Regions from separate parts of the Mus musculus genome. Here regions 1 and 3 are each linked to region 2. Evidence: chromatin contacts called from public HiChIP or PLAC-seq data. All regions are on one chromosome and are shown on one strand. The core of a region is the stretch at or near the end of the contact, and the rest is flanking DNA. Distances in the headings are between cores, read along the strand shown. Region 1 holds the start of Gpc2 (glypican 2 (cerebroglycan)). Region 2 holds the start of Slc12a9 (solute carrier family 12 (potassium/chloride transporters), member 9). Region 3 holds the start of Zscan21 (zinc finger and SCAN domain containing 21).

Region 1 (3,762 bases), core at 1,104-3,603, 950 kb after region 2:
GATTAACTTGGGGAGGGTACACTGTTGGGTGATACAGAGAGGGGGAATTCAATAGGCCCAAAGGAATTGTGGTCTAGAAGGGCTGGGTGTTTGGAAAGAGCTAGTAGGGTAGAATATGTATCAGAACACTGAACCTAAAGTTAGAAGACTGAGGGTGTGAGCTCCTGCATCTCTGCTTATTGGCTTTGAGACTTGCTTGGGAGCCCCATTTTTATCCTCTGTAAAATAAGGATGCTCTCATTTACCTCAAACAATTATGGTGATAATTCAATGTGATACTGTAGGTGAAAATGATTCCCAACTTTGGTGGCCATTCTTATTTCGTTGACCCACGGGAAGTTACCATGTTAGGATTAGAGAGGTGTTGGCAGAAAGTAGCTGAGGGTGGAGGGCCAAGTGTATATATAAAAGTAGGGCAAAGAATGTAGCTAAAGGAGACCAAGGGGTCAGACATAGGTGACCAGGGCTTGAGATGGGGATCACCAAGTCAGAGAAGGCCAAGATAGAGGCCATGAGGTCAGAGGTGACATGGGAACAAAAGGGGGTGATTGTCTTGGAGGTGACAGTTCATACCATTAGAGGTCACTAAGGGTCGGAGGTTGCTGAAGTTCAGGTTGTGGGACCTCCTCACCTGTAGGCGGAGGCGGCGGGGTGAGTCTCCGAAGGGCTGCAGAGAGCCATCAGCAGTTGAAGTAAGCCGAGTAAGACAGAGCAGGAAGTCAGGAGGGAAACTGTATTGTGGGTGCAGCAAAGGGAAGGCTCTCTCCAGGAGCTGTGCCCAGAAATCCGCCAAGGTGTCATCTAACCCCTCGCCAGACTTCTCATAGTAGTCCCGCAGGCCGGAAAACAGGCTATTGAAGATGACGGCGTGCTGGGAATACAGGCGACCATAGGAATGCGAGAAGAGCTGAGCCAAAGAATGCTGGGATATAGACAGCATCTCCCGAAAAAACTCTAACAAAGGTGGAGGGATGAGAAGAGGGAACAGAGACAGGGAGAGCAGGGAAAGGGCAGAGGCAGGAAGGAATGAGGAAAAGAAGAGGCAAAAGAATTAGAAGCTGAGTAAGCTGGCAGACTAGGAACAAGGAAGGGCAGGGTCCTGTAGAGAATGTGGAGTGGGGATGGGAAATAAGCAGGGGATTCTGGGGTGGGTGGTGGTGGCCTAGCTATGACTGCAGGAGGTGGGAATAGGAAACGGGGTGCATAAACACAAAGAGGTGTGAAGCACATCTGGGAACCCCCCAAAGGTCCTCACCATTAAACTTTCTATGCCGGGCAGCCAGTGTGTGAATCAGGAAAGAGCCACTGTCCTCTACCAGGCCACGGAATGTGACTTCAGCATCCCTGATCAACTTCTGCTCTGTCTCACTGGAACAGCAGGTGTACTCCTGAGGACAGACTTGAAGGTGCTCACCTGCGCAGAGGAGACAGGGAGGAGGACTGGATGGCAAGAAGGGATATTAGGAATCTCCTTTCATCCCTCGCCTATCTCTGGGGGCTGATTTTTGTCTTCCACCTGCCCGGTTGCTTTTTCCTTTGTTTGCCCCTTCAGCCCTACCTGAACCCTCTTTTATTGTCCCTCACCCATCTCAGCTTCACTCCTATTTGTAATGGGATCATCTATTGAACAGCTGCTTTGAGGGCCATATTAGTGACCAGAGGGTCTTCAGGTAACCCTCCCCAACACTGCACAACCCACTCCTCCAGGGACTTATGGGACAACTATGGAATGAAGAACGGGATTTGTAGGGGTGGGGCTACTTGGTAAGCAAGAAAGTATTGTCATAGAAGCTCACAGGAATTGCAAGGCGATTTCTGGCTGTTAGAAAGACACTAACGGGTGTGCTAATTACAGAGAAGGGAATTCCTTGGGTGGGGACTGAATGAGAGTTATTATATGAGCAGCAGGTTTATTGTGATCCCGGGAAGGAAGTTACTGGAGAAGAAAGATGCTCAACAGATGAAACAATCATCATAATGGTCACTGAAAGGAAAGAGTTATTGTGAGATGGGGAGGACCCGTCCCCGCCCCTTCCCACCCCGACTCTTCCCTCTTTCTTCTCACCTGAGATGAGGGAGGGAGGGATTAGGTTTAAGCTATATCCCCGGGCCCCCAGCACCTGCCGAGTCTCTGCACAACTCCGGACGACCTTTGCCTCACTCCCATGTCCCGGCCCTAGACCCGGACACAGATGGAGCAGCAAAAGCAGGAGAGGTCGCAGCGCAGACATAGGTGCTCTCCTCCCTGGGACGGGGCAAAGTGGGTCCTAAGGAGGAAAGAAGAGTCCGCGGAACTCTAGAACCCCGTTCTCGGCCGCGGGACGTCTCGAAGAAAAGAATAGGAGCGTGTCCCCTAAAACTGAACAACCCCAGCACCGTAGCAGGACCAGGAGGCATCTGCGGAGACAATGGGAGCCGGGGAGCGGGACAGGGGGCGGGGCCCGAAGCGGTAGCCCGCCAATGATAAGAAGAAGCCGGCCCCAGGGGCGGGGACAGGGTAGCCGTGAAGCCAATGTGGAACGGCAACTCGGCAGGGGCGGAACACGGCCCGCACGGCGGAGGCTGGCAGGGGTAGGGGTTGTGGTCTTGAGAAGGGGCGTGGTATTTTGCTCGAAAGGCGGGGTTTGGGTGAAACTGAGCCAATTGCAATTGAAGAGCCGGACTGAAGGCAGCAGCAAACGCTCAGCCAATGGAAGGGGACATAGGAGTAAAGGAGGCGTGACCAGGATGGAGCGACTCCGCACGCGCTGGAGCCCACGTGACAGGACTGCACAGCTACATGCCTGGCGGCTGCTCGAAGCCAAGCGCGCTGAGAGGCAGGAACGTGGTTAGCACGAGCTCGCGCTGCGCCAAGTCTCGCGACACTTCTCAGCCGCGCGAAGACCAGTTAATCTCGCGCCTGCGCACGGCTTATCCCGTGCCTTCCCGCGTTTTTTTCTAAGGCTTAACCGCCCGCCACCAGAGGAAGAAGAGCAGCTGCGGCGGGCGTCTCGCGACCGAGGTGGGATGTCCACTGAGACCTGAAAGGACCTCTGAGGTGGTGACCTTTCTTCAGCCGTGTTCATCTAAAGGTCATTCTTCCAAGTTCAAACTGTGAGGTTGCCCCTTTGGACCCATAAATAGGCAGCGTTCCAACCCCCTGTCTCCACTGAGGTCTGTAGCTCTGTCTCGTGTCCGCTATGGAGGCCGGAAACCCTTTTTTTTTTTTTCGAGACAGGGTTTCTCTGTGTAGCCCTGGCTGTCCTGGAACTCACTCTGTAGACCAGGCTGGCCTCAAACTCAGAAATCCACCTGCCTCTGCCTCCCGAGTGCTGGGATTAAAGGCGTGCGCCACCACGCCGGGCCCGGAAACCCCATCTTCTGATTCAGAGAGATAAGCAGCCTCATAAACGGAAGACACCCTGCTCCCTCCTCCCCCACAGCCCAAATAAGCTTGGGGTCAACCTTATGCAGCGCGCTTTCTGGAAGTAGAGAACGCGCTTTACTCGTTGGAATGTTTGTGGCTTAACTCAAATGACACCTCTGCTTCCGGATCACGAATAGCCTCCCATTTCCTGTAGAGTCAGACAATGAGTTTCAGAAATGGAAATCTGAGGTGCTTTGCTGGTTCGGTTTTAGCAGCTGAGCCTCAGCCAGTGTACCCCTCTCTGATTCCTCTAAGAGGGATTTGTGCCAGAAGCTGCTCAGAAACTGCTCTGTGTAAACCCTCTGGCCTTGTTTGTTTACCTATATTGAAGATTGGCCCCAGATCCTCTGGCCTTA
Region 2 (3,813 bases), core at 1,069-3,568:
CGCTAGGATACATGAGCCCATTTGTCAGGCAAGCCCTCTACCCTGAGCGCCTCCCTTGCTCTCTTTTTACTCTTTATTTTGTTTGTTTTTTAATTTTTAAAAAAAAAAAAAAGAATTCATTTCATGTACATTGGTGTTTTGCTTGCATGTGTGTCTGTGTGAGGGTGACCGGAGCATCTGGAACTGGAGTTATAGACAGTTGTGAGCTGCCACATGGGTGCTGGGAATCAAACCCGGGCCCTCTGGAAGAGCAGCCAGTACACTTAACCCCTGACCCATCTCTCCAGCCACCACTTTGTGTGTTTTTGATACAAGGTCTCAAGTAGCCCTGGTGGCTTCCAACTCACTATGGGTTGGATGACCCAGAACTCCTCAGCATTAGAGGCATGGTTCATCATGTCCCTCTCTTTATTTTTTTATTTTGCCCAGGCTGGTCTCAAATTCATTCTGTAACCCAGGGTACTCTTGGGATTTTCATCCTCCTGCCTCCATCTCCCAGGTACCCAGGGTGAGAGGCCTGCATTTCCATGCCTGGTATCACTTTCCTCATCTGTACAATGACTATCAGTGAGCAATTTTTTGTGGTTGTTGTTGTTAGAGGGGGAGAAGGACTGGGGATCGAACCCATGCATGCTAGGCAAGCACTCTACCCCTGAGCTACATACACACTCTGTGCTTAAAAAACGCTAACTGCTAACAGTGTTAGGAGACCAGGCATGAAGATAAGAGTGCTGGTCACCTTTACTGGCTATATTCATTAACATTTGGCCTATTTTCAGACAGAAGATATTGGCCCCTTTCCCCTCCTGAACCTTGGAGGACAGAAATACCCAGACCCCAGTCCATCTAGGTTGGAGGATACAGTAGGCTCCGCCCCCTCTCACAGCTCCATTGGTGGCAATGGCACACACTGAGAGGACTGTTAGTGCCAGAATGATGTAGGCAACCAGTAGCATCGCCAAGGCCTGCAACAGCCCAGCGTGGCCCACCACGAACCCTGCACAGGGGGAGAAAAGCAGGTCACAAGGGATGCTTATATACCTCTCCCCCTTCCCCCCATCCCACTGGCCAGCACAGTCCCACAGCAGAGCCACACACAAGGCCTCAAGGGGCCTTACCCTCCATCTGACCACATGTACTAGGGTCCATCCCTAGCCTTAGCCCCTTCCCAATAATTCCCTCCTCTACTCACCAATCCTCAGAAACACGACTATGCTAAACATGGACAGAACCGTGGGCACCACCACACCCAGGAAGGTGGAGAGCTTGCGGGATGATGGCACTCCAGATACTCCAGCTCCATTGGGAGGGAAGGCAGCCCCCTCTTCCCCCAGAAGCCGGTAGGCCAAAAGAGGGGAGCTCTCGCTGGCCATTGCTGAACGCCAGCAGAGGAAGCCACAAAAGGGCTAGGAGACCTGTAAAAAGAGGTTTTAGTGGCTGGATAGCAATACCACAGACCCTCTCTCCCTAAACAAAACCCTAATTAAACACTCAGTTTCCTCAAAAGGAGAGTTGCAAAGGATACACACACACACACACACACACACACACACACACAGGGCACAGAAACTCAAAACTGTCCCAGCAACTTCCCCACTCTCGGACCCTGGTGTTTAAATAATCAGGGTCCCTTTCAGTTCTTAGGGACCGTGTCATCCTCCGTGCCTCTGAAACTAGGGGTAGCAGTGAGTCTGCGAAAGGGACACAGATCCCCTTGTCAAATAGGTCTCGCCTTAATTGGCAACAAGAGGGGAAGAAGATCTCCTCAAAGGGAAGTTAGCTATTACCAGTAAACACCTCCTCCCAAGTCCTATGCTGCTCCTGTCGAGTACCCTCAATACAGCACCTCACACATGGGCAATAAGAAACTTTCAAAGCTCTCAAAGCTCCACCTTGTATCACCCCTGTCCCTCAACCCATCTCAATCCTGACCAGATTTTTCTAATCTCTACAATGAGCCCTCCAAACTCTATCAATCCAAACAGAGCCATCAATTGTCCAAACACAAATGCAGGCAGCCTAGCATCAGCCACACAGGATCCCCAGGGTCCTCCTCCCCCACCCACCCGCTCTTGTCCACTTGCTTCAGTAACTGGATGCCTGGGGGGGGGCGGGGGGGACAGGCATCTGGCTCCAGCCGGCCAAGTGCACCCTGCATCTGGGTGCCGCAGGGTGCTCACTCACCACCTAGGAATGAAGCTGCTCCGGTGTGATCCCAGCGCGCCTGTGGGGCTCCGCTATAAACCGAGGGGGCGAGGGAGCCGGAAAAAGCAAGCGGGCTACCGGGATGTCAGGCCCGGAGCCTGCCCTCCCCAGCAAGGCGTCCCATTGGTCCCGATTCAAGCCCCGCCTCAAAGGTGTGGTCTACACTCAAGCCCCGCCCACACTCTCGTACGCTGCCTTGCAAGCCAAACCGTTCCACGTGCGTCTCGGGTGTCTTTTGCAAGGTAGTGGGTCACGATCCTCAGAGCCCCCCGTTGCCAGGATGCTAGCAGATGCCCATGGTGAGGGTCTGACTGCACTCCGAGCTCCAGGACGCCCCCAGGAATATCTGAAAGGGGCGCGTGGCGACTGCGGAAAAGTGGAGTGGGCGGAACCGCGGCACCTGACTCAGGTACACACCTGGGAACTGAGAGCGACGTCGGTCGGCGCCTGCCGGAGTCGTACTATTTCAGCTTCTCGGGAGACCCAGAGTGCCTCGGGCTTCCAGCCTGGTCCCTTTCACATTCAGAGGAGACCCCCTCCTCGTCCAGTTTCAGCTCGCAGGCTGCGCTCTTCTCTTCGGCCACGGGAGGGAGCCGTGATCCTCCATCCCGACTCAGGTCCGGGTAAATAAGCAGGTAACCCTGCTTGCTTTTGTGCCTAAGATCCTGTAACTGTGAGCTGGGCAGTGGTGGCGCATGCCTTTAATCCCAGCACTTGGGAGGCAGAAGCAGGCGGATTTCTGAGTTCAAGGCCAGCCTGGTCTACAGAGTGCGTTCCAGGACAGCCAGGGCTACAGAGAAACCCTGTCTCGAAAAAAGAAAAAAAAAATCCTTTATCTGTGACCCCAAAACTCCAACTTCAACCCTTACAGGTCTTACCAACGACGCTTCCTCATCTATAAAACGGGACTTAAAAAAGACATCCCTTCAAGGAGAGCAGTTGAGAGATGAACTAACCGTGTATACTCGCAGGGGGCATGGGTGGGGGCGCTCTTTATGTAGACCGGGCTAGCCCCATTTCAATACATAGCTGAAGAAGACTTCGTGTTTCTGATCCTCCTGCCTATACCTCCCATGTGTTGGGATTACAGATAAGTAACAGCACAGCCTGATGCAAATATTTATTTTCCTAAAAGAGCACTGCCCCCACCCACCCCGAGATTAAACACAGAGCCTCAAGCACACTAAGTGATGCTATAGTACATACGAAGCCTTAACATATTGACTCTTTAGTCCAATACATACATATTCATTTTTCCCCTCACACGGTATTGTATTAAATATGCATAACCATTCTGTGAGTGCACGTTCTACTACTGTGGTTGTATTAGATTAGGGAACTGAAGATGGGAAGCTTTTTTTCTTTAGATTTTTTTTTTAAATGTGAGTATTTTGTCTCATGTATGTATGTGTACCACGTGCGTGCCTAGTGGCCATAAAGGTTAGAAGGGGTGCTGGATCCCATGGGAGTATAGGTACGGATGATTGTCAACCACCATGTAGGTGATGGGAACGGAATCTGGGTACTCTGCAAGAGCAGCAAGTGCCCCACTGAGCCATCTCACTGGTCCCCCTTGGAGACCTTTAGCCACATGTTCTGAATTTTTAT
Region 3 (3,592 bases), core at 780-3,279, 780 kb after region 2:
AAACTGCTTGATTTAACATGATATGAATGAACAACTTATTGTTATACCTCATATTTTTATCTGCTTTAGTTTTTAGGTTTGTTTATTTATTTTATGTATGTAAGTGCTCTGTCTTCAGACACACCAGAAGAGGGAATCAGATCCCATTACAGATGGTTGTGAGCCACCGTGTGGTTGCTGGGAATTGAACTTGAGACCTCGGGAAGAGCAGCCAGTGCTGGTAACAACTGAGCCATCACTTCAGCCATGGTTTTAAGTTTGTTTGTTTTTTTTTTTTTAACAGAGTCTCATGTAGGCCAAACTGGATTTATGTAACTGAGCATAACCTAAAATACCTGATCACCCAACCTCCAACTCGGAAGTGCTGGGGCTACGATTGTGTACTGGCATACCTAGCTCTAATTATTAATATATATAATGTCTTCAGAGCTAGGTAAATAACTTGATGATGGAGAGAAGTGCTAGCTTGCATAAGGCATTGGGTTCTACCCCCCTCCCCCAGCACAGAAAGAAAAATCTATAGTGGTAGAACAAGCATACACAAATAGAGAATCAAAATCTTGTCTCAGCTTTGCTATCAATTTACACTCTAGTACACACTGGATCTGATCTGCCAAGACACTGCTTTCTTCATACATAAACAAGAACTCAGGCAGATTGTTCTCTGTGTTTTTGATTGTAATGGCTATTCCTGGTTGTCAACTTGACTCTATCTGGAATGAACTACAATCCACCTGTGATCCAGATCTTGAGGCTGGAAGAAGATTCTGACCTGGATCTTGGCATGGAGATCTTGAGGCATAGTGGCCATGAGAAACTTAGGTCCATGCCGGGCATGGTGGCTCATGCCTTTAATCCCAGCACTTGGGAGGCAGAGGCAGGTGGATTTCTTAGTTCGAGGCCAGCCTGGTCTACAGAGTGAGTTCCAGGACAGCCAGGGATACACAGAAAAACTCTGTCTTGAAAAAACAAAAAACAAACAAACAAACAAAAACAAAACAAAACAAGAACAACAAAAAAGAAAAACTTAGGCCCAGGAAACTAAGGCAAAGAGATCTCTGAGTTCTAAGAGCCAGGCATGGTGGTACACACTTAATCTGGGCCACACCTTCTGCTAGAGATTTGCTTAAGGACATTGGAAGAAGGAAGAGTCCCTCTTCTTCGGCTGCTTGCACTTACTTGCCAGCACATCTGTTGGAATCTACTTCTACAGACGACCAGCTGGAACACCTAGCTTCGTGGGACTGAGCAACTACTAGATTCTTGGACCATTGCTGGGGTACAGACTGTAAGTTATCACAATAAATTCACTCAGTATAGACAGACATTCCCTTAGTTCTGTGACTCTAGAGAACCCTAACTGTTACAGTGCTCATGTACACAGTGTGTTTGCAAACATGTGAAGGCCAGAGGTTAATGTTAGCTGTCTTCTTCAATTGCTTCTCTACCTTGTTTTTGAGACAAGGTGTCACTGATCTGGAGCTAGGCTGCCCAGACAACAGACTGCAGGGGTCCTCCCAGCACTCGGATTACAGGCATGTGATGTACCATAGTCTTTTTATGTGGTGCTGGAAATCCAAATGTAGGTCCTCACGCATGAGCTCTTTACTCACTCACTGATCTAGAGGCAAGTGGATCGTTTATAGAGTTCGAGGTCAGCCTGGTATACATAGAGTTCCAGGCTAGCTAGGGCTAATGACATGTTTGTCTCAAAAACAAGGCAGTGGTGGCTCATGCTTTTAATCCCAGCACTCGAGAGGCAGAGGCAAGTAAATCCCTGAGTTCGAGGCCAGCCTGGTCTATTGAGTGAGTTTCAGGGCAGCCAGGGCCGCATAACCCTCCAAAAACCACCCACCCTCAAAAAAAGAATGAACGAAAGAAAGAAAAGGGAGGGGGTAGGAAGAGAGAATGAGAATAAAAAAAGAAATAGGGGGAGAAACAGATCACAACCAGGACAGTCGCAGCCTCCGGTGAAACAGGATACCGACAACGCTCGGATTCCTAGAGGGGCGGCTGCTCCCCCTCCAGAGGGGCGGGGCTCTGACGCGCTTCCGGTGGTGCTGTCGTTCAGCCGCTGTGAGGATTCCAGACTCCAAAGCGGTTCTGAGTCACGGTGAGCCTGCGAGTCCCAGGTTAGCCTAGCGGTCGGGGAGCGTTGGCCAAAAGATTTCGAGAGGGTGGGACGGGTTTAGCGACTGTGGTTCTGGTTCGGGGAGTTCCTCCATGGTGGTTCTGGGAGATTGAGGAGGAGCGCCCCGCCCAGCCGTCGTCGGCGCCCGCTCTAAGGAAAGGCTTTTCCACCCCCGAGGGCTCCCTGGAACAAAACCCTGATTCTTTTGCTTCCGGAATCGCATTTCTAGTCTCTCCGTTATTGTCTGTTACCTGACGGAAACTGCCCTCTTTCTTCCCCAGCAAGAGCCCTGAGATCTAAACTCAGAACTAATTGTTAAGAATAAGCCCAAGTGTAGAAACCTCTGAAAACCCGAATCTCCTCAGTCTTGAGTCTTGTCCAGTCCAGGCGGGGAATTGGTCCCGGTGGGCTTTGTGCGCACTGGACAAGGATTTGCTCAAGTCTGGAAAGATTTTTAGACGATCGTTTGTAAAACGCGTATAGGATAGAAAGGTGATTGATTTATTTGGTGGCTGACATAGTTGGAAATCTGTTGAAAGGGGACACTTAAAGAATTGTGAACAACAACAACAAAATCAATACAGGAAAATTGTTTTTCAAGTGGTGGAAGGCTTCTGAAGAGAGACTGAGTATTGGTTCAGGGCTATTGAAATGATGCAGAATTTGGCTCACTCTGAGCTACTAGATCTGCCCAGTAGTTATGCTCTTCAGAATTATTGGCCTGCCTGGAAGCTTTTTGAAAATTAGTTTGCTCGGTTTGAGACGGGGTCTTACTGTATGGCCTACACTGGTGTATAATTGGTGATCCTCCTGTCTCTGTTCTCTTCAGTGCTGTAATTACAGGTATGCACCACCACGACTTCAGCTTGGAGTTTCCAAGTGCAGAGTGTCTTAAGGGCATTATCTACTACAAGGTAATAATTGCTGTTCATTTGATGCAATCTGTGATAGTTTGATTTGTTTACACTTCGTCTTGCACAGAATGAATTTGAGGCTGATTAAGGGAGTGTGTGTGTGTGGGGGGGGGACTTATAAACTGTAGAATTCGCATAAAGGAGGGAAAAATTGGGAAGTGACCAAAAGCCTGCTGCTAGACTTCGAGAGTTAGGTTTTTATTTTTTTACTCTGTGTGTGTGTGTGTGTGTGTGAGTCAAAGGATAGTTGGCATAGTTGACTGCTTCCCTTCCATTACATGGACACCAGTCTCAAAACAGGCAGCAGGTCGGTTGCATTTGTTACCCACTGAGCCATCTTGTCAGTTGAGTTAAACCTTTAGATAGGGGCTGGAGAGATGGCTCAGTGGTTAAGAGCACTACTGGCTGCTCTTCCAGAGGTCCTGAGTTCAAATCCCAGCAACCACTTGGTGGCTCATGGCCATTTGTAATGTGATCTTATGCCCTCTTCTGGTGTGTCTGAAAACAGCAACAGTGTACTCTTAGACATAAAATAATACATGAATCT

What was found. HiChIP or PLAC-seq counts read pairs in DNA pulled down with a chosen protein or histone mark.
Region 1: an H3K27ac HiChIP or PLAC-seq map of embryonic stem cells shows a contact between it and region 2, with 2.4 times the contacts expected there. The contact joins the promoter of Gpc2 here to the promoter of Slc12a9 in region 2. A contact is called at or near these places in 3 of 115 datasets of contacts at active chromatin or transcription factors (bone marrow-derived macrophages, embryonic forebrain and embryonic stem cells).
Region 3: a contact with region 2 is called in an H3K4me3 HiChIP or PLAC-seq map of bone marrow-derived macrophages, with 3 times the contacts expected there. The contact joins the promoter of Zscan21 here to the promoter of Slc12a9 in region 2. A contact is called at or near these places in 3 of 39 promoter capture datasets (cranial neural crest, hematopoietic stem and progenitor cells and second pharyngeal arch cranial neural crest) and 2 of 115 datasets of contacts at active chromatin or transcription factors (bone marrow-derived macrophages and pancreatic cancer cells).

Annotation. Positions count from the first base shown.
Region 1 is chr5:138,277,584-138,281,345 of GRCm38.p6, forward strand. It overlaps Gpc2 (glypican 2 (cerebroglycan)), which reads right to left and starts at 2,354. Exons shown (of 10, transcript NM_172412.2): 1 at 2,066-2,354; 2 at 1,256-1,414; 3 at 632-954. The coding sequence starts at 2,231. Stag3 (stromal antigen 3) reads left to right here and starts at 2,926. Exons shown (of 34, transcript NM_016964.2): 1 at 2,926-3,071.
Region 2 is chr5:137,331,264-137,335,076 of GRCm38.p6, forward strand. Slc12a9 (solute carrier family 12 (potassium/chloride transporters), member 9) reads right to left here and starts at 2,319. Exons shown (of 14, transcript NM_031406.3): 1 at 2,185-2,319; 2 at 1,193-1,415; 3 at 863-997. The coding sequence starts at 1,373.
Region 3 is chr5:138,114,876-138,118,467 of GRCm38.p6, forward strand. Zscan21 (zinc finger and SCAN domain containing 21) reads left to right here and starts at 2,030. Exons shown (of 5, transcript NM_011757.3): 1 at 2,030-2,132; 2 at 2,961-3,045.